2 separate regions of the Ovis aries genome follow, and region 1 is linked to region 2. A link is a contact called in public Hi-C data. All regions are on one chromosome and are shown on one strand. The core of a region is the stretch at or near the end of the contact, and the rest is flanking DNA. Distances in the headings are between cores, read along the strand shown. Region 1 overlaps SRPK2 (SRSF protein kinase 2). Region 2 overlaps SRPK2 (SRSF protein kinase 2).

What was found. Hi-C and Micro-C count contacts between places; a contact is called where the count stands out from the background.
Region 1: a Hi-C map of hypothalamus shows a contact between it and region 2, with 3 times the contacts expected there. The contact joins two enhancer-like sites. A contact is called at or near these places in 5 of 16 Hi-C or Micro-C datasets (blood, hypothalamus and retroperitoneal adipose tissue).

Annotation. Positions count from the first base shown.
Region 1 is chr4:47,969,888-47,973,239 of ARS-UI_Ramb_v3.0, forward strand. The region is part of intron 2 of SRPK2 (SRSF protein kinase 2); the gene reads right to left. It also overlaps the pseudogene LOC114114583. Among named protein-coding and RNA genes, the nearest start is that of SRPK2, 73 kb to the right of the region's middle. Within about 2 kb of position 1,499, at least 19 of the 54 cell types and tissues checked have an H3K27ac peak or open chromatin away from gene starts, as enhancers often do. A contact at or near this core is called in hypothalamus, where this site is marked.
Region 2 is chr4:47,834,185-47,837,199 of ARS-UI_Ramb_v3.0, forward strand. All of the region lies in intron 8 of SRPK2 (SRSF protein kinase 2), which reads right to left. It also overlaps the pseudogene LOC132659682. Among named protein-coding and RNA genes, the nearest start is that of KMT2E, 130 kb to the left of the region's middle. Within about 2 kb of position 1,602, at least 16 of the 54 cell types and tissues checked have an H3K27ac peak or open chromatin away from gene starts, as enhancers often do. A contact at or near this core is called in hypothalamus, where this site is marked.

The DNA of each region.
Region 1 (3,352 bases), core at 249-2,748, 140 kb after region 2:
GCTTTTCAGGAAGGCAGGTCACCAAAATGGTTCAGTTTAATACAGTCATAAAATGTAGACTACTACAGGCTGGTTGGACTGCACATCCAACACACAATCCTTCATATAAACATTCCCTCTGAGCTTGTGAGCATTTGGGTGTGCCAGAGTTTAACATGACACTTGCTCATAAGAACTCGGAGCACAGCTATTAAACTCTTGTTTAGCAGCAGGCAGTGGCAGGTCACAGGAAACTTCTAGTGAAGAAGTCTCCTTCCCCACGAGCATTCTAATTTTTATTTGGGGACCCATTGGTCTTGAACACGCACACTTTGCAACAAAGCTGACACCAACAGAGGTGTCAAGGTGAATGTCCATATCACATTCCCCAGGGAATGAATTCAGTGGCAGGTGACCTAAGCTACTACAATCCAGACTTAAGACTACCATACAAATATTTATACAGTTCTAAAACATTCCCAAAATAAAAATGATCACTTCTTCATTTCACAAGCACAAGAGGATACCATCATACTTGAATTACAGTATTTAACAAGTAAACTTTATGCTTCAGTCTAATTTAAATGTACAAATTTATAAGACAAAATAGTAGAATAATAAATTTTTCATGTGGTAAAATTTAAAATGTGACTTTTACAGCTGCATAGCATCATCATGACTAACACTGCTAGAAACAAATGTTTCAATACAAACACAAATATGATTATAAAATGTAACTGACAAACAAGAAAGACACAGCATAGGAGGAATGTAACTTTTTCATATGCAACAATTATTTTCAAGGCCAAAACACAATCAAGTTGAGATTAATGCGTGTTTAGCTCCATGTCAATATAAAACTTAAAATTACCTCATTAAGAAAAAGCTTAACATTTAACTTTGTGTGGCATTAAATCCACAAGTAAAATATATGAAAATACAGGGAGAAAACTCATACTGTTCAAGTTATTGTTAAGGAAGGTATTCAGAATCAGAAAACCGAGATTTGAATTTTGACTCATTAGTATCTCTGATTCCTCAAACTACTCAGTCACATCTTCCATAAGTCTGTCTCATCTTCTATAAAATGTTGTCAAAGTAATAATTTGATTCGTCCAATTAGGTAATTACTCAGGAAAATCAGAACGCAGGAAAAGTTGGGGAGGGGAAGTGGTGGTGAGTGGACAGTGGCAAATAAAGATACAGAAAGTTGGTGAAGACTATTTCAAACATTTCTACTATAAGTTAGAAGTTGTTCTCTATTTTGCACCTTTCACAAATAGGTTTTTCAAATGACATTTTAAGAAAATAACTAGAGCTAATGATACAAGTTTTCACTATAATCTGAAAACATGAAATCTGCAATGGAAAACTTTGCTACAGTTCCAATGCAAGAGAACATTCATATCAAAATCACAGTGAGGACAATGTTAACTTGTTTATTTGATATCAATGGTACTGCTAATGTAGACGCATCCCACAAAGACCAGGAGTCAAATGGACCCATTGTTCAAGGCTGCTGGATGTAACAACGAGTTAACTGTGGCTCAGAAACTCATTTCATCATCCTGAAACTGTTCTGGCTCATAGTTCATGAGTCAAAAACAATAAACCAAAAAGCTTTAACAACCCAGACTGCCTATCCAGGTTATTCAACAGGCTTGGCACTCAATGACTGTTAGCCAATGCCAAAAATTGATTCTAACATCAAAGGATAAAGATTTATGACAAGAGAACATATTCAAACCCTAAAGGTGTAACAAGACTTTGCAGTACAATGGAAGCACTGTTGGAATAAGTACACACCATTTGGAAGCCAGATTCATTTCAACTTGAGACTGGCAAGCATATTTATAAGCAAGACTTACTCAGATCATAAAAACTACAGGAAAGTGCCCCTTAAATTCTTTTTGGAATAAGGCAGGATATGCATGTACGCATGCTAAAGTAAACAGAAATGTCCTGCTCAAAGGCTTGAGACCGACTTTTCTATTAACCCTTCATTCCCATTAGGTAATATTCCTAATATGACTAATGGTAAGAAAATTGACAAACTGAAAAACTAAAATATTTGCTCTACCTTTTCAACATTGTGACTCTGGGAATCCAGAGACCAGTGATACACACAGCAACCCACTCTAGGCTCTTCGGGACTGCCCTAGCCCCAAGTAGCTATAAGTAATTGCTATGTGAGGCCTACAGATCTCAACCTAGAGACACACCTCCTTGCTAAAAGAAAAACTAAAAGCCTTCCGAGACTAATTGTAAAATCAAACTACAAAACGGATTCCTGATCTAAAGATATAGACTATCACTCGGGTCTAAACCCTAGAAGCATCTACACTGTGGCAACAAATAACTCTTGTTCAAAATGCTTTAGGATCAAGTATCTATTTTAATAAAGTTCTCTGTTCTCTGGGGTTCTAAAGGCTTAAGAGAAGATACAGGATATTTACTTATCAAAACTCCTGTTGCCTGGTACTTTATTACAGTGGTATATAAAAGATCATGAAAAGGAATTCATATACAGTTTATATTAGACAAATAACATTTAAAAACAAAAAGAGTCTTCCAGATAAAATATGCTCTCTTCCTCATTCTTATGCTTTATTAATCCATTCTTCTGTTCATTTAACATGCTTAGAGAACCAACAAAAGAGAAGCCTCCCAAAAACCAGAATACTTCTCACCAAGATCCATACATTATTTAGTTTTAAGAGCCAGAGGCAACGATGAGAACTGTGCTGGATTTCTTTTCTTTAGTTTGCAATTCAGTACAGTCAGATTTCAGCTTGCAGGGAGAGAAAAAGAGGCAGTGTTTTAGGCTTTTAAAGGACTTCATCAGGCCACAGAAGGTCATCTATCTATGTACTCTCAGTCTGTCTTCAAATATATTTACCAAAAATACCAAAGTTTCAAAACATTAATGAAACTCATAACAACTATGAGTTACTATTATTACATATGACATACTGCTAGAACCGAACTGTTTAGATAGAAATTTTAACCTCAGGAGACCACACCACAATCATCTGGTCAACTCTTTTAAACCAAGCAAAACACACTGATTTAAAATCTCATGGAGGAAAGAGGAAGAGTTTTCAACCCTTAAAAAAGCAGGATACTACTCTGCCTGAACAAAGACAAAAAAAGAAACAGTCATGTAGAAAGACTGCTGGCTAACTGCCGCCCTCTGGCTGGCAAGATGCCACCGTTCAGCTGGAAAAGCATTTAACCAAAACATTCATTTACAAATGTCTCTAGCTGTGATGCATTTTTAATGTTGTATATATCTCTAACTTAAGTAGAAAACAACTTTTAAGAAGAAAATGAGGAACAAAGTCAGAAATTTTGTAGGATTAAAATTAAAACA
Region 2 (3,015 bases), core at 352-2,851:
AAGAGAAACTAAAGAGCCTCGCGATGAGGGTGAAGGAGGAGAGTGAAAGAGCCACCTTAAGACTAAATATTTAAAAAATTAAGATCATGGCATCCACTCCCATTACTGCATAGCAAATAGAAAGGAAATGGTGGAAGTAGTGACAGATTTCCTCTTCCTGGGCTCCAAAATCACTGTGGATGGTGACTGCAGCCATGAAATCAGAAGACGATTGCTTCTGGGTAGGAAAGAAATGACAAACCTAGACAGTGTGTTGAAAAGCAGAGACATTACTCTGCCAACAAATGTCCGTATAGTCAAGGCTATGGTCTTGGCCAGTGGTCACGTACTGTTGTGAGAGCTGGACTGTAAAGAAGGCAGGATACCAAAGAACATATACCTTTGAACTGTGGTGCTGGGGAAGACTCATGAGAGTCCCTTGGACAGGAAGGAGATCAAACCAGTCAATCTTAAGGGAGATCAACCCTGAATATTCACTGAAAGGACTGATGCTGAAGCTAAAGTTCCAGTATTTTGGTCATCTGATGCGAACAGCCAATTCATTGGAAAAGTCCCTGATTCTGGGAAATATTGAGGGCAGAAGGAGCTGAAGGCGTCAGAGGATGAGATGGTTGGACAGCATCACCGGTGCAATGAACATGAACTTGGGCAAACTCCGTGAGGTGAGGGGCGGGAGGCCTGGTGTGCTGCAGTCCATGGGGTCAGAGTTGGACATGATTGGTCAACTGAACAACTGCACTCAACACAGCTAACCTTCCTCAAGAAATACTGCTTATGTCTAACAACAAACACAAAGAGAAGACTTGAACACAAGGAAAAGACTATTGCTTTCAGGGATAAACTAATTAAGATAACGCAAATCTTGACGAAAACAGCTAAGAGACAGCATGGAACACTATTAAATCATGATCTTGGGACTCAGGCCACTCCTGCATTACTTCTCAATCACTCACTCACAAGGCAAGGTACTTAAGCTGCCTGACCTTCCCTTTTCTTATCTATAAAAGGGGGAACGTTATCCATTAGATGGAAATGTGAAAAGAATTAGAAATAATGTATGAAAAACTCACAGTACAATGTCTAGCTCACAAGAAGCTCAAACTAAATGGTAAAATGAACTAAGTCAGAAGACTTGTATTGATACTGACTTAATAAACGTAACTTCGCTAAGTCACTTATTAAATTTCTCTGGGTCTCATTTCTCCCATCTATAATATGAATTGGATCTACCTGATGACTCTTTTAATGAATACTAATATATTTTTTAAATATATAGCTATAAGAATGATTTTATTTTAAAAAATAGCATCTTTGTTCTCAGCCAGTGAAGTTAAAGCATCCCAGAATCTAGAATCAAAAAATGACAGGCAATCTTACAAAAATTTATACCAAATATTATGACAATAAAAAAAACAACGAATCAAATTTCATGCTCAAGGTTAGATCTCACTTGTCTTACCACAGAACGTGTATATCTCTTGCCTAAAAAACATAGTTGGCCTCATCAGCAGGAGGCAGCAGAGATCCTCGCTGCCATCTGCTCCATCATGAGAACCCAGGTCAAGTAATCACAGACGGCCAGGAACAGGCTGCATCCCACTCCAGGGAGGCGGCTCACCCCCACGGGCAGGGGCCGGTTCTCTCCATGTGAGGCAGCGGTAGTGCAGACCAGCAGGCAGAGCTCTGGGCTGGAAGCCAGGAGATTTCAGTTCTGGTTCAGGAACTGACTAGCTGTGGCTCGGATTAAGTCTCCTCCCTCCCCTGACCTCAAATTCAGCCGTAAAATAAGGCACTTGGTTAGGACAGTCTCTAATATTCCTGTCTAGGCACCTATGAACCATGCAAAAGACCATTTGTTACTGGTGTTAACAACATAAACTAACTCCCTTTCCACCTCGGTGTGCTAGACATTGGTCCTGTCACATACAGAAAGGGAAGAGTAAGTTGGGAATAACATGGATGTGTCACCTGAAGGTTTCTCCCAGGGCCTGCTCACCACCCACAGAAAGCTTCCCCCTAAATTCTAAACTGCACAGAGAAACGGAACTAGAGCAATTTTGCACATTCTCTTCTGACTCTGGTCACAATATGGGCGCCTTTCTTCTGCCACACCAGAACAAAGGACGGAGGGCAAGGAGAGGGGGCGACCTCTGATGACATGGGCAAGGCCTCGTAACCAGCACCAGGGAGACCTGGCCAGCAGCAGAGGGGCTGGCCGTGCAGGGGAGCGCCCAGGGCAACAGCACCACACAGGGACACTGGTCCCTGTGGACACGGAGGGTAACAGCAGAGAGCGCTCCTCAAGCCAGAGGCTTCGCTCCTGGGAAAGCTAAAGCTCCCAGAGGATCTCTCTTCCTCACAAGGACAGAGGACAGACAGGAGGTAAATGCTACAAGCACATGCTTGATTGAGAAGTGTGGGAAACACCTGCCACAATCACCAAGGACGAGGGCCACAGACACTTTCCTCGTCCGCTCTGTCCTTAAATCTCCCTGCTCCTTGTTCTTTCCAACTCTGACCAGTGAAAATTAATGAGAAAGTTAAGTAGCTGTACTTCACTTCTGATACAGTCAGGACAAAAGGTAAAACACTGCCTAGCACTGCAGCAGCGCAGAGGAATGAGCTGGGGAAGGGGCTTGATTCCCTTGAAGGGAGCAGCTTCCCCGAATTTCTGAGTTGCATACCCAGCACTCTGAGGAGGAGAATTCAAGTTAGTAGAGAATCATATGTACCACTACATGGGCAAATTCAAGAGCATAAAAATGCTTACCAACCAATTTTCTATTCTAAAAATTGAACAATATTGGCTTGATCATAATTAATTCATTGATAACTAGGACCAGTGAGATCATATAAATGGTAAATAAGTAATAAGTGTTGACAAATTCATGATAACAGCCTGCTGGGTAGGGACCTGATTCTTGGTTTTGTCTGCAAAGTCAGCCGCCCCCGAGAAGGTGGGTTTGAAAAAGCAAGGCGTTTGGAAAGTCCCTTAGCTTACATACTGCAGTACAT